Linked DNA regions of Mus musculus: regions 2 and 3 are each linked to region 1. Evidence: chromatin contacts called from public Hi-C and promoter capture Hi-C data. All regions are on one chromosome and are shown on one strand. The core of a region is the stretch at or near the end of the contact, and the rest is flanking DNA. Distances in the headings are between cores, read along the strand shown. Region 1 holds the start of Col5a1 (collagen, type V, alpha 1). Region 2 holds the start of Mrps2 (mitochondrial ribosomal protein S2). Region 3 has its middle 11 kb from the start of Gm13373.

Region 1 (4,981 bases), core at 1,190-3,689:
CAGAGCAATCGGACTTCTCACTCCTTCACACACTTGGCCAAGAGAGAGACAGAGGATCTGTGCTCACAGAAACCTCGGAAAACATCTGGCAGGTCCGAGAGGGAGAGCAGAGCAGGGTCTGTTTGCACTTTCTCCTGACCTGTCAGCATCAAACGTGCACTGCTGCCCCTCTGGCCATGCACTGAGGGTGACTTCAAAGTGGGTCGCACCACAGGAGCAGAGGGGAAAGCTTCCCGAAGCCCACCCAGAAAAGCAGTTTCTTTATGTGCTTCTAAAAGTCAACTCTGTCCAAAGCAAAACAGCTAACAGCACAGCCAGGACCCAGGCAGCCCCTTCCAAATGGCCGCACCCTCAACAGCACAGGGAAGTGGGGCAGAGCATAGTAATAGAGTGACGAAGAGAGGTAGGTGGCCACAGGACAGGGCAGGGCTGGGACAAGGTACAGGGTGGACAGGGTGAACCCGGAACACCCAACCTATGCTAGTGGTAACCCCAGCTTCCCAGGCGAGAGGTCCACTGAAGGCTTCCCTCCTGGGGTTCTGGGGCGCACAGGGGAACATTGTGGGGGTATAGGGAAAAGAGAGGCTGACCTCTCTTGTCTCTCCTCCACACTTTCCTGAGGGCCTTCAGCATTCCCTACTGCTAGCTTAACCCTGGGAACTCCGGGGCAGTTGGTCCAAGTTCCACAAGAGTGAGCATCGTCAGCCCATGCTCTCCCTCGGTCCCCGCAGGCCCTGGCCCCTCCCATTTCCACTCTTGCTCATCCTGTGGCCACTGGACACTAATGGTGCCAGAAAGCAGGAGAAGAATATTGTAATTGGCCATGGGGGGTGGAAATGGATTCTCCTGCTAGTCCTAGTAACACCAGCTAAGCTAAGGAGAGCCCTGTCACTGCGCAAGGGCTGACCACTCCACCCGCTGTTCGGCTGCCTGAACTCTTTCTAACTGCCTTCGCCTCCCTGTATCAGCACATGCCTGGTGCCTTCCCACCCTGGGCTATGGTGTTTAAGGGCTCTGGGGAGGTTTATCCCACAACTAACTAACAAGAGTGATGCTGAAAATAATATGCCTGCCCAGACCTGAGCCTGAAAGCGCTGAAATACAGACAGGGACAATCCCAGTACCTCCCTGATTCTGCCCATTGGATCAGGGCTCCTTCAGAGAACCCAACCTGGCAGGAGTCTCACATCTGCAGATCATCTGAGAAGCTCCCAGCCCAGACTCCAAGGCCCTCTCCAGGCTTCCCGTTCATCCCATCTTTGGGCAGAAAGCCCAAGAAAACTACCTCTAAGGGGTTTGGAGGTTTGACGGCTAGGAGTAGGGCTGGCCTACCTCACAGGGCTCCCCAGTGCCCCTGAAGACTTGTCAGGGACTACAGGGAACTCTGTCCCCTGGGAATTGCAGAAACTTAGCTCAGACAAGCAAGAGGGTGTGTACAGAGGGAAGTCCATAGCTGGGGTTTCAAACTTCTGGGATCCCCCTCCACCCCTAGGCGTCCCTGAGGAACTGAATGGCCTTGACTCTAGGGGGCGGCCCTTTCCAGCTTTCAGAAGGAAAGTTTCTGCTTAAGGGCTGCGTGGGATGCAGCGGGTCGCCTGTGATGTGGGACAGAAAATGCGAGGTTTGGGGACAAAAGTGTGAGCACCTCTGCTGGGATCTAACACGAGGCAGATTCTTCCTTGACTCGACCAACAGCCCCACCCAGCAGGCCCGTTTGAGGAGGGGGCGGTACGCCGCGGGGATGGAGTTGGCCCGGCTCCCTCTCCTGGGCCCCCAACGAATGGTATTCGTTGTCTTGCCCGGTGCATTCCACAGGCCAAGGAGGAAAGTTCTGCAGGCTCGGAGGAGGCCGGCGGCGAAGGAGCCCGAGATGACAGCGGCGCGGAGGTTCTGCGCACCTCTTACAGTCCCCGAGGTCCGGTCCCCAGAGCACTCTTACCTGCGCGGCTCGAAGGCGGCGCCCACAGCAGCAGCAGGAACAGGAGTAGCGGCGAAGACAGCAGCAGGGCGCCTGGGCGCGCAGCTTTCCAGCGGGTGTGTACGTCCATGCCGGCGGGGTGCGCGGGCCGGGGAGCGGGAGACGCACACGATGCACGGGGACCAGAGACACGTCCCGGGTGGCGGACGCTAGGGGAGCACGACAACTTCAGGGAGTCATAGGAAGCTCGGCACCCGCCCGATCTCCCCCGCGGCGGTGGCTGTTCTGGAAGAGGCAGCGGGCGCGCTCGCCCACGGCGCAGGGATCGACTGTGGCCCGGGACGGCCGGGACCCCCTCGCTGGCTGCTCGCGCACTCCCTGTCCTCCTCCTTCTAGTCTCGTGGCCTCCTCACCGCTGCTGCCCCGCGACCCGCTCCCCGTGGGCGCTCCGCTGGAGTGAGGTCCTGCGCCAGCCGCGGGGACCAGGAGTGCGGACCTCGCCTTCGGCGCTGAGCACTTTTCCCCCCTTTCCCTCCCTCCCTCGCTGCTGGCAGACAACGCGGAGGCTGTGGATTCCCCCACCCCCCACCGCCCCCAACGCCCGCAGCAAATCAGAGCCCGGCGCCCCGCTCAGCAAGGCCGGTCCCCGCCTCCCACTGGGCGCCGAGGGCGAGGGGGTGGGGATAGCGGGCGAGTCGCGGCGAGGAAGGGGCTGGCCCGGGGCGGGAGCGGACGTGGGACGGGGCCGGCGCCCCCGTTCTTTCTCCCCGCTCTGGGCGGCGGCCTCCAAAACCTGATGGCCCACCCTGATCCTAGATTCTTCCCGCCTCAGGTACCCCGACCTGGCCAGACTCCAAGAACCAACGTTGAGGGACCCCCGAAGTTTGATCGCTGGAATTCAAAAGAGAGATTGCAGTACCACACAGAACTTTCTCTTTAAGGAGGAGTTCCGAGAGCTCCTCTTCTGGGCGGAGACTCAACTTGCAATTCAGCCAGAAGGGGCTCCCTAGACTATGACTGACAGGCCAATACAGCGCTGGGGACCTGCCTTCTACCTCTCCACAGACCAGACTGTCAAGGATGCCCAGAGGGGCCTTAAGTGAACAAGGAGTGACCAAGTTATTAATCAGGTGAAGGTCAGTCTCAGATCCCACCCCACCGCCTTACTGCTGTCCCTAGTGGCCCAACAACTCACAAGGAAAAGGAAGAGCCCCCTTCCAGAGCTGACAGCTGGAAAAGGAGAGGGGCTCCCAGCTCCCCATCTACAGCAGAGGGAGACAGGAGTTCTCCCAGACTTCTCCAGGCCTGGGAGGCCCTGCAAAAGCCTGACTCACTGCCCTGCCCTTCTCCAAGGGCTTCAGGGTTTGTTTAGAAAGAATCAGAGTGAATTAAGAAGGCTTTCAGACACAAAGCTATCGCTCCCTTTGAACACATTGCAGCCTGAAAGAATTTTGTAGTGATGGAGACCGGCCTGGGACATCTCTCTCCGGCTGCATCCTCAGGCTCCCTAGTTTCTCATTATTCTCCAAACAAGAGGAGAGTGGCAGTCAGGGTGCAGAGGCATTCATGGGATAGAGGCAGTCAGAGGGCAGAGGCAGTCAAGGGGCAAAGGCAGTCAGAGGGCAGAGGCAGTCAGGGGATAGAGGCAGTCAGGGGGCAAAGGCAGTCAGAGGAGTTGCTGGGATGGCCATGCTCTGGTTCTTGAATCTGAATGGGGGTGGCTAGTACTGACTTAATTCAAGCTTTGCTTAAGTGTGGAATGTACCTTATAGGGAACATCAGACAGTACACAGAATAGAGGAGGAAAGCTGGGGATGCAGCTCAGAGGCTGTGCACAAAGGTCCTAAATTCTATCCAGAGTACAGAGAGGGCAGAGGGAAACAAGCTTGAGTGGACATGCAGACAGACAGACAGACTCAGTCACAGTACAGTAAGAGTTAAAAGCCAGCTTGTACTTGTTATGGAATAATTATGTATGTGTGTAAGTTGTATAAATGATAAGATGTGTATGTGTGTGTGTATGAACACATGTGGGGGCATGTACATGCATATGTGTGTCTCTGTGTGTGTGCTGTGTATACTGTGTGCTTATGTGCCATTCCATTGGTGAGTTTCATGGGGATGAAAACCTCAGCCATCCGGAGGCTTTCACCAAGCTCACCTCCCCATCCCCAACCTGCATCAGGTCTACATATCAGGGGAGGTCTTTCTCCCATCCACAGACGGGGACGCTGCAAGTCAGGCGGGGTAAGGGGCTTACCCAGAGCACCAAATCAGCAATGCGCTGTGTCAGAGCCAAGATGAGTGCTGCAGCTGATCAGCAGGCACAGGGTTCTTCCCTCTTCGTGCTATAATACAGACTCAGAACATCTGCCTTCCAGCAGGTACACCCTAGGCATCCTGCTCAGGCTAAGCCAACCCATACCCAGCATCCTCCTGTGCCCAATTGGCATCTCATGATAATGGAGAGTATTGGTCATGGTCTGTTCACCAGCATGAGTCTTTGAGGAAGCAAGCTGCCTGTGGGCCCCATCTATACCAGCCTGCACTGTTGCACCAGGTCTCCATGATCATGGACATAGTCTTGTGCTTCTGCTGTGTTCTTTCCATCTCGCCTGTCTCTGTATATCCACCTCCATCCAGTGTCCCCTGCATGTCCCTGCCATGCATACATGCCATTACCCTCTGTTGTAGAATACAGTCCTCCAAGCAAAGCAACTGCCATTATTATCAGGTCAGCTGTCCCTGCTTGCAGGAGTCCATCCTGATTAGGCTTGTGGACTGTTGCTGTTCTCACATAGAAGCAGACAATGAGGGAGGACCTTTACCTGAGACTCTGGGGAGAAGCAAAGAGGAAACGCTAAGGGGTGGGAGGTGCTTCCCTCCTTCTCGGAGCATATGAAGTCTCTCAGGCACATTACAGACTGGCCCTCCAACAGGTCCTGGGCCCCAGCAGCTCTGCGGTAGGTGCAGAAGGTCATGATGAGCTGTGGCTCTGCCTTGTGTGTAGAGATATTCACACCAGCAGGGATGCCTTTACATTTGTGCCCAGGGAAGAGCTCC
Region 2 (4,981 bases), core at 1,363-3,862, 580 kb before region 1:
TTTTAAAAAATACTTCAGCCAAACATGGAACAAACTTTTGACACCTTTTTTCACTGTGCGAGCTTCCATATTAAACATAAGAGCTCCAGAGAAGCCCATATCCATAAAACTCAGCCTGATTCAGTTTTATGTTCTTTCCATTACCCCAAACCTTTAAAATCCATTCCCACATATATTCCCCAGACTTCTGCTTGAATGAATTAGCAAACTCATTAAGTTCTTTAGTAGTGCAGCACAATGCATGGACTATACTTCCTATCTTCCCTCTGGGAGCCTGCTTAGCCTGGTTACAGGTCTAGAGGCAACTACTGGGGGTCCTGAGGGACATCAGTGTTGGTTTTGCTTGGAATTTTCTTCAGAGAATGAAGGATTAATTAGCAGACAATGGAGGATTAATTTTAACTGAAAAGCGGAAACTTGGCTAGCTATGTTCAAGTCTTAATGGATGCCAGAGGCCATGTGACTAGGTACTTTACCTGAGTTTGTTCCCAGAAAAGAGACAGATAAGGGTTAGCTCAAGATCATTGGACTTTGGGGTGGCCATATCTAAGGAAATAGGACTGTGGTGCTGATGCTGAGGACAGGGAGTGGGGACACAGACCAGGGTTGGACAAGGACCTTCCTGCTCAGAAGAGGGCTGGCTATCTAGTGTGGGAGAAGGGCTTTCTGTTATGGGGAATGGCTCTTATCAGGCACAGGAGATGTCCCACTGCCCTCGGACCCCTTGGGACTCTGCAGCCGATGCAGGGCCTCCATCTGCCTCCTCTTCTCCTTGGCCCTGTTGATGGTTGTCCGGAAGAGCTTGCAGAAGAGCTGGATAGCTTGGGGCGAGTCGTCGTTGCCAGGGATAGGGTAAGTGATGAGGCATGGGTTGCAGTTGGTGTCCACAATGCCCACTGTGGGGATGTTCATCTTGGCTGCATCCCTCACAGCCACATGGGGTTCAAAGACATTGTTGAGTGTGTGCAGAAAGATGATGAGGTCTGGTAGGCGGACTGAAGGCCCAAAGAGGAGTTGTGCGTTAGTCAGCAAGCCACCCTTGAAGTAGCGGGTGTGGGCGTACTCCCCACAGGCCTGGGCTGTAGTCTCAATTAAGTGAGAGAACTGACGATTCCGGCTCACAAACAGAATGATGCCCTTGCGGTAGGCCACGTGCGCGGTGAAGTTCAAAGCCAGTTGGAGATTCAAGGCTGTCTGATCCAGATCGATGATATCTTGGCCCAGGCGGTTCCCAAAGATGTACGGCTCCATAAACCTGCCAAAAAACCCCCAGGGTAAACGGACCCGTGTGCGTGGAGCTGCCCTGCCCCTTCCACAGCCACCTACCTACCAGCCACCCAGGCTCTTACATTTACCAACTCCCACTACTCCTGCCTAGGGAGTGATGGGCTGGGGACACAGGTGTGGACTTGCGCACAGACAATCAGGTTTGTGGCTCAACCTGTCCCACCTTCTCCCTGTGGAGATTTGAGAACCAACTGCAGATAAACATGAACCCAACCAAGGTGCTCTGCCCAGTTTAACTCTCTAGGGCCACTTCTGTTCTATACAGCAGGTCCTCTCCACCGGGCTCCCCCGCCTGCCATGACCCTCAGTTTTCACCCTGTCTGTGAACCAGCATCAATACTAGCACTGCACTTGGTGTTGCCGCAGACACCCCCACCCTGCCCCCACTTCCAACCCTGACCCAACTCCACCACTCTGCCCACACGGCCTGTGCCAACTACCTATGGCGGCAACCAGCTTTATGTCCCAGGTGTACTCGGGCCTCGAAGAGGCTCTTCACAGAAAACAGCTCCTTGACATTGAAGAAATCCGAATGCTGTAATGGCGTATCTAGGATCCTGCTCTGGAAATCTGAAAAAGAGAGTAAGGGCAGACACTGTGGCCCATCACCAACCAACCAAAGACTCACCAGTCTCCTGGGAGTGGGAAACTCAAAGCTGTGAGGAAACGCCAGGAAAGATCTGGAAGACACAGGGGCATTTTTGCAACACCGAGGGACTAGTGTCAAGGTCTAAAGTGACTGTGTGCGGGGAAAACCTGGCCAAGTCCTCTTCCCTTAATCTCCACAGATGTAAGAGGAAAACGAACCAGGGGCCTCGTTGACTTCGGGTGCCTTAAACGCCCCTCCAGAAGACCAGCAAGATGGACAGATACAAAAGTAAGTCTTCACGGGTTTCGAGAGCTACCAGGCCACAGGGGTTCTATCTCCCTCCCACCACACTTAGATTGGTACTGGGTTCCTTTGGGGACCCTGCAATGACAACCTCTCCACGATTCCGCGCCCCGGCCCAGCTCCACCCGCTGATCTTTACCGTCGCCATCCTGGGGCTCGCTGACTGCGGGGACCGGGGCTCCCGTGACCTTCCTACCATTCTGCTCCGCAGGGCCCGGGATCGCCTTCTGCAGGAAACCTGGCCAGCGCCGCACACCTGCGGGGAAAGAGCCGGTGGGGGCGCGTCCAACCCTCGTCCCTGTCCTCCCCTCTCGGATCCCCGGGTTCCCCCCATCTCCGAGATTCACCGCGCTCACCTGCACACAGCAGCCGGGTCAGCACGGCCGGAGCGGGCGCCATGGCGGGCGCGTGGACAGAGATCCTGCAGAGACTCTTCCTGCCCGGCAGAGCGCCTCCTCCTCTGAGCGCGCGGGGTCGCAGCGCCGCTTGCTGGCCCGGAGGACCCTCTCCGCTGTGCACCGCTCGCTGCGCCCGCATCCTTGTAAATGGGCGAGTTGGCACTGTGACCAGTGGTCTGCACTCAGCTGGGACGTGGGGCTGAGCTAGAATGAGCGACCTCTCACCCACAGCTCGTTCCTCTCGATAAAATTACAGCATCCTCTGGAGGAGGCGACCCTCTTGTTCAAATTGGTTTTTAGAGGTTGTTTTTAGGGTTGCTGTTTTTTTTTGTTGTTGTTTTTGTTTTTGTTTTTGTTTTGTTTTGTTTTGTTTTTCCTGAGACCCGGTTTCTCCGTAGCCTTGAGCCTTGACTGTCATGGTATTCGCTATGTAGACCAGGTTGGCTTGAACTCAGAGAGCAACCCGCCTCTGCCTCTGGAGAGCTGAGATTGAAGGCATGCCCTACCACCGCCCCGTTTATTGTTTGTTTTATAAGTGCATTAAAAAAAACTATTTATTTTATGTATATGAATACACTGTGACTATCTTCAGACACACCAGAAGAGGGCATCAGATCCCATTACAGATGGTCGTGAGCCACCATGTGGTTGCTGGAAATTGAACTCAGGACCTGTGGAAGAGCAGTCAGTGCTCTTAACTGCTGAGTCGTCGCTCCAGCATGCATTTTTTTTATTTTTTAACATTTGTTTTAGTTTTACTTATTTTTTGCCTACATGTATGTATGTGTACCTTGTGAGTGCCTTGTCCCTGTGGAGAGCAGGTGTCTGACCTCCAGGAACTAGAGTTAAAAGTGTTTATGAGTCACCTTGTAGGCTCTGGGAGTTGAATCCAGGTTCCCTACAAGAGCAATGAATGCCCTAAATTGCTGAGCCATCTCTCCATCCCCAAATTACATTAAACTATGACGACAACAACGATGACATTGACAATGATGACGACGACGATGACAGCAACAACAACAACAACAATCTCCCTGACTGGCCAGACATTCATAGAGATCTGACTGCCTCTGTCCCCTGGGTGTTGGAATTATTGGTGCACACCACCACACTGTGCCCTAAGTAATTTTTTATTGTTTGTTTTAAAATTACTATTTATTTTTATTATTGTTGTTAAGACAGGGTTTCACTATATACTCCTGACTGGTCTAGTACTCTCTTTTTAAATCAGGCTGGCCTCGAACTCAGAGATCTGCCTCCTGGCATTGCGCTAGCACGTCATTAATGCTGAACTATGTGCATGGTTCACAAGATCATTTTTTATATTTCACCAATATATGGCCTAGGATTCCCTAAATTTAGCAGCACCTCACATCTAGATTTAGGCTGAGTTGTGGGGGTATTGGGTGATAGAGGCCATGGCCAGGACAGTAAACGACAGACTTGTACTTGCTCAGGCAGAGATTGGAAGCACCTAATTCCTGCCTATTGGCTGGTGAAATCCCAGGTTCTAAGGTTTCATTCGTCCAGGATCTGCCTCCTAGTGCATTTTGGGACGATACAAGGATGTTCCCACAGTCCCAGAAAAAGGTCAGCGGATCTCCCTGAGGAGCAGCGTGTGGAAGCTTGGAATTCCTTGTTTAGAACTTACGGTCTCCTTTGTTATTCGCCCTCGGGAAGATTCTAGACTTGCCTACAGCTAGCTGCTAGCCAAAGCAACCTACAAAAGACCGCCCCACCTCCTGATCAGGTGACTTCATTGCCTAGCAACAGGACGCCTTGCCGCAGCAGGCACAGACTTGATCTGGGCTAGTTTCCTGCGGGAGGCCAAATGTCTGAAGAAAAACCTCAACAGTCCGCGGAGGAGCCGGAGCCGGGGGAGCCCAAGGCTAAGCCCGCCCCAGAGGAGCCGGAGCCGGGGGAGCCCAAGGCTAAGCCTGCCCCAGAGGAGCCGGAGCCGGGGGAGCCCAAGGCTAAGCCTGCCCCAGAGAAGACCAGCGACTACTACCGCATTAGCGAGAAGCTCCCAGTCAGGTTCAACAACCCGGGGTGGTTTCATGGCTACGGGTAAGGAAGACTGAGGTTACCTTCTTCATGCAGCAGGGCGGCCCTAGCTTTGGCCATGTGTTTGAGAACTCTCAAGTGGCTGTGGCTACTGAGGTCAAAAGGAGCCAGTCATGAACCTTTATTTGTGTCATCATTACTGTTAGGGTCCTGCTGTCTGAGCAACCACAGAGTGAACGTGTGTGAATATAGCCTTGTTGCAGGCAGGGGATGTCTCTATTTTTAAAGCTTCCCTGAAAGCTGTACACCTTACAGGGCAGCCTGGTTTTCGGGGAAGTAAGGATGGAAACCTTCTTGACTTGTGTGAAGCTGGTGCAGGCACACTCCCTTTCCACGAGTA
Region 3 (4,981 bases), core at 1,533-4,032, 530 kb before region 1:
AGTGCTGTCCGTGTCAGAGGAATAAGGAGCTTCACAGGCCTCAGCCTGTGTGGGGCCTGGGTACTTCTCCTGCTGCAGCTTGGGGTGGGCACGGATATGTATTGGGCAACCACTGGGCACAGAGCAGGGGCCTGCAACCTGGAGACAGAGGTCCAGTTCAGTGCTATTCACTGAGTGCCTTTGGTGGGTTCTTCAGCCTCTGGTCTGGTGTCCTGGCCTCTCCACTGTCCTGTAGTAAAGTTCCACCTTAGTTGGAAAGCTTTCTGGTCATTATGGGTTGTACCATTTGGGGGCTGTTTGGGAGGTGTGGCGGTCACCTTGCATGTCTCACTGTACTTGGCTGGTCCCTCAGCCAAGGGGCAGCCTGAGGGTCAGCTCTGATGGGGCTGAGAGTAGTCTCATGAGATCCAGGCCAGAAGGGGCTCAGTGAAGGTGGATGGGCCAGAGAGGTGGACAAGGGTCTCCATATGGAGTCTGCCATCTTAAGGCAGGAAGGACATGTGAATTTCAAGGGTGCAGGAAAGGCAGGAGATAACCTGCAGCTTGGAGGGGTAGATGGAGCAATGTGGGTAAGGCAGGCAGTGGGGTCCTCCTGAGACAGGTCAGGGTAGGCCAGGATGAGGGCACACCTACAGGACAGGCCTAGAGCAGGAGTCTCCATCACCCTGTGGCTGTTCACAGCTTTTCCTGACATAAGACTCAGGTCTGGAGAGGTCAGGAGGGCCTTGACTAAGTAAGAGAGGGAGGGATGGGAAAGGGTGACACAGAGAGACTGAGAGACACATCACACATGTGCATATATGTGCATATGCACACACACTCACAAACAGACACATACACAGACACAAGTACATAGACACAGACATACACACAAATGCACACATACACACACACACATATACACAGACAGACACACACAGATGCATATACACAGACACACACACACAAACACACATACATACACACATATACACACATGCACACACAGGCACACACAAACATATACACACACAGACACACACACAAACACACACACAGACATACACACAGAAACACAGACACAGACACACAAACAGACACATACATAGACATACACACACAAACATACATACATACACAGATGCACACACACGCAGACACACATACAGACACTCATACACACACAACACACACACACACACACACACACACTCACGAGTCTATCTTGGCCCTCCAACCCTCTCCACACAGTCAGTATGAGGACTCAGCAAATATCAAGTGCCTGGCCCCTCCATCCTGCCCTAGGAACTCATGGCTTCAGGCACTCTGAGACCTGACTTGGCCTTCAAGGCATGCCATGGTCTATCTGGAGGGTTTGCAGGACCCCATGTCCCTTTTTTGTTTCATCCTTGTCTGATGGCCTCTCCTGGTACCTGTGCTTCACCAGGCAGGGCCCCGCCCTGTGGCCTCATTCTGGCTATAGAGCTCATTGTGCACAGCTTGTGTTTTCTGTCACCCAGGGTGGGGGAAGCAGCTTTGCCCTTTGTCTATTGGAGCCCAGAATTCCTCTGGTTTCAGTGCATAGAACTGGGGTCTAAGTGAAAGAGGAGGTAGAAAGATGCTAAGAGCCAACCAGATGTGGCTGATGACTCCACAGGACTGTCCTGCAGACACAACAGGACTGATGGACATATGGACACACAGAGACTGCACACAAGGACACACAGAGACTGCTTACACAAGTTCAAGCTAGATGGGGTCCCAGCACCGAGAGAGCCAGTGACCACAGGCTCCCAGCCCTAATTAAGAAGCTGTCTGCAACTGATACTTACTGGAAAAGGGAAAACCAGTTTTTCCGCAGTGGAGTGTTACTGGGTATATCAACCACACTCCAGGGCAGGACCGTGCACAGGATTTTTTTTTTTTTAATTTTGTTTCATTTTGGCATTTTTACTTCATTTGTTTTATTTTGGTTTTGTTTTATGCTTTTGTTTTGCTTTGCTTTGTTTTGAGAGAGAGAGAGGGAGAGAGAGAGAGAATATAAAGATGGGTGGATAGAATCTGGGAGGAGCTAAGAGAGGGAAAACATCAAAATAGACTGTATGAAAAAGATTTTAAAGGAAAAGAGAAGTGTTTGTTGACAGACTGGATGAAGTTGATCCCCAGTTCTTGCTGTGTCCCTGGGTTCTTATCTGCCTGTGACCTGTCCACAGGCAGGGCTTGGCCCAGTGCCCACACATAGCAGCCAACAAATGTAAGTGATATTGTTGTTGTTCCTATGATTATCGGTGACACTTGGGACTCTGATACAGTGTGCTGACCGGGGCAGGCTGTCATCCCTATCAGCCCCGAAGAAGCACTCTGGGGTGGTGGGGAGCTTCACCCACAAGCACCGGTCAGCATCACATTGGACAGAGTATGGCAAACTGCCAGTGGCCTTGGGATGAGCCATAGCCCCACCCCCAAGGGCCTACCACACTGCCCCCAAGCCATGTGTACACTTCTCTTTGCAAATTGACTTGGCACTAGGCATGCTGGAATGAGGCCGTGCCTGGCTCTCCTGCTGTGCTGGACTCCTTCCGAATGAAAGACAAATGTATTTTAATTTGTTCCAACTTGACACGGAACCCCCTACCCCTCCCCCTTGAGAAACTGGGTCACTAAGCAGAGAATTCTATAGCTGGCGCCAACTTATATTCTTGCTCACGAAACAGCCTTTGTTCCTTTTGCAACACAGGGAGGTTCTGGTGCTGTCTCTCTGGATGTGTGGGCATGAACGCAGAGAGGTCTAGAAATGTTGGGTTTGCTGAACAGAACAGACCGTGCTGAGTGGGCTCGGAAGGGGTCCTCTCCATTGCTCCTCTAGAGAAGGTGCTGGGAGGGCCCAGCGAGGGGAAGGCGCTGCCTCTGGGCCACACAGCAGCAGCTACTGACGCACTAAGCATTAGGAAGGCTGCCTGTACCCACCTCAGTCATGTGGCATTAGGAAGGCTGCCTGTACCCACCTCAGTCATGTGGCGTTTCCCAGGGCTTCACTCAGCTGGATGCAGAGGCCTCCCTTACCTATAAAATAAAGGGAACACAAGGTTGGTAGAATGGGGATGTTGTGTCCAGATGCCACAGGTTTTTAGGGTAGGTTTTTGGTACTGCAGGTCTGAGATGCCAGGAGCACTCAAGGCCAAGACCTGGACTACTCGGCCTCCTTGGGTAGTGGGCATCTGGGTCCCTCTGAATCGGTGTGTGCCAACTCTGCAGATGATGGCAAAGGTTGGTGCTGGCCGTGCATGTGACGCTGTTTGGATGCCTTTGGTGATGCTGAGTCTGATCACATAGACACCTTGGACTCCATACTCTGGGCAAGTCACTGATGGGACCACGACCTCATGTCAGCCTCAGTTTCTCCATGTGCAAGTTGAAGCAATGATAACCTGATTGAAAGTCTTGTGTGGGACTCGCATGAGTAGGATTACATAGGGAGGAGACATGTCTGGCTGTCAAATCTATCTGCATGTGAGGAAGGACAGACAGAAATGTGTGGGCTCCGGTGGGGGATGGGCTGTGATCACAGAAGGTGATCCTGAGTTGTCTGAAGCCGGGCATTGCTTGGCATTTGTGTTGTTGGGTTTTCCCAGAGGGAGAGGGCAATAGAGCCTCAGAAGGTCAGGGGTGTCATCCAGGTAGGGACACTTCCTGCTCTGGGTTCTTCACTTCTGGACACTGTGGGCTGGGCCCTCCTGGGCTGTGGTTGGGTTGGAATTAGAGAGTGTGCAGCTGGAAGCAGCCCAAACCTCAATTTCTATTTCTGATGAGATTTCCCTGGCCAGCACCTTAATGAAGCCAGGGCTGCTGGGGCTTCTGGGAAGTGCACATGGGCTTAATTACTCCTGTCTTGCTCTGCTTGGCAAATAGTCCACCTCCCTGGGCTTCCTGTTCTCACACCTCCAACCTTGGATCTAAGCCCAGGTCCTGCCCTGTCCCGGTCCTCCTCTTCGTCCACTGTCCTTCCATTTGTGTGCCAAGCACATAATCTATGTCTACCCAACTATCTAACCCTGCATCATCCTCTGTCTATCCATCCATTCATGCCACCTGGGTGTTCATCCACTCAGTTCCATTCATGGGTGTACCCATCCATATTGTCCATTGTCCACTCATCTGCTACCCACATATTTAGCAATCCATTTACCCATCCATCCATCCATCCATCCATCCATCCACATCATCCATGTACTCATTTATTCATCCATCTGTCCATCCATTTACTCATCCATGCACCCATGCATCCATGCATCCTCTCGTTTATTCTTCCACTCACCCACCATTTACCCATCCTTTATCTATCCATCTATCATCCATCCTTCCACTTATCTATCTACCCACCCAACACATGTATCCATCCATCCATCCAGCCATCCATCCATCCATCCATCCATCCATCAATCTGCTCATCCATCCATGCTCCCATCCACCCACTTGCTACGTATCTAGCCATTTGCATATATCTATATATATCTCTATATATCCACAAGCTATTCATTTAGTCATCCATTCATCCATCCACCCATGTAACCTGCAGCTTGTCCACCATCATCTATCCATCTATCCACAGATCTATCTACCTTGTCACTGACACATCAACTTATTTATCTATCTACTTATCTGTCCATCCATCCATCCACGCATCCATCCTCTTATTTTAGAAACACTTTTCTAAGACTGGCTGGTTGGGAAAAGATCCTAAGGGGTAAAAGCCCTGGGGCTTCAGCTCTCCCATAGGAACAGTCTGCTGAGTGAAAGTGGCTAGGGTCATCCATGTGAGGAAGGATCGACAGAGGGCAGGACAGGGTGTTGGGAGTCAGTGGGACTGTGCCGAGTGTAAGTTTGAATGTAATCTTCCTAGAGGCCAGGGTGGCACTGAGAGGCTGGAAGCTCATCTCTTGTGCCAAACCCATCCTCCCATGGCATCTCCTGATCTGGTGCGGAGGAGATAGCACCAGGAGAA

The links. Promoter capture Hi-C pulls out the DNA fragments that hold promoters and counts their contacts. A called contact is a pair of places that touch in the nucleus more often than the background predicts.
Region 2: a contact with region 1 is called in a promoter capture Hi-C map of hippocampal neurons, with 9 times the contacts expected there. The contact joins the promoter of Mrps2 here to the promoter of Col5a1 in region 1. A contact is called at or near these places in 15 of 39 promoter capture datasets (the 3T3-L1 cell line, 3T3-L1-derived adipocytes, the HPC-7 cell line and 8 more), 1 of 484 Hi-C or Micro-C datasets (embryonic stem cells) and 8 of 115 datasets of contacts at active chromatin or transcription factors (astrocytes, embryonic forebrain, embryonic hindbrain and 5 more).
Region 3: a Hi-C map of cortical neurons shows a contact between it and region 1, with 3 times the contacts expected there. The contact joins the enhancer-like site here to the promoter of Col5a1 in region 1. A contact is called at or near these places in 3 of 39 promoter capture datasets (the SN4741 cell line, cranial neural crest and embryonic stem cells), 2 of 484 Hi-C or Micro-C datasets (cerebral cortex and cortical neurons), 14 of 115 datasets of contacts at active chromatin or transcription factors (craniofacial prominence, embryonic basal ganglia, embryonic forebrain and 7 more) and 1 of 9 other capture datasets (embryonic stem cells).

What each region holds. Positions count from the first base shown.
Region 1 is chr2:27,883,883-27,888,863 of GRCm38.p6, reverse strand. Col5a1 (collagen, type V, alpha 1) reads right to left here and starts at 2,439. Exons shown (of 66, transcript NM_015734.2): 1 at 1,940-2,439. The coding sequence starts at 2,048.
Region 2 is chr2:28,465,697-28,470,677 of GRCm38.p6, reverse strand. It overlaps Mrps2 (mitochondrial ribosomal protein S2), which reads right to left and starts at 2,612. Exons shown (of 4, transcript NM_080452.3): 1 at 2,536-2,612; 2 at 2,319-2,435; 3 at 1,728-1,857; 4 at 1-1,255. The coding sequence starts at 2,578. The coding sequence ends at 670. 1700007K13Rik (RIKEN cDNA 1700007K13 gene) reads left to right here and starts at 4,354. Exons shown (of 3, transcript NM_027040.1): 1 at 4,354-4,644. The coding sequence starts at 4,409.
Region 3 is chr2:28,413,177-28,418,157 of GRCm38.p6, reverse strand. No RefSeq gene overlaps it. Among named protein-coding and RNA genes, the nearest start is that of Gm13373, 11 kb to the right of the region's middle. Within about 2 kb of position 2,782, at least 30 of the 459 cell types and tissues checked have an H3K27ac peak or open chromatin away from gene starts, as enhancers often do. A contact at or near this core is called in cerebral cortex, cortical neurons and forebrain, where this site is marked.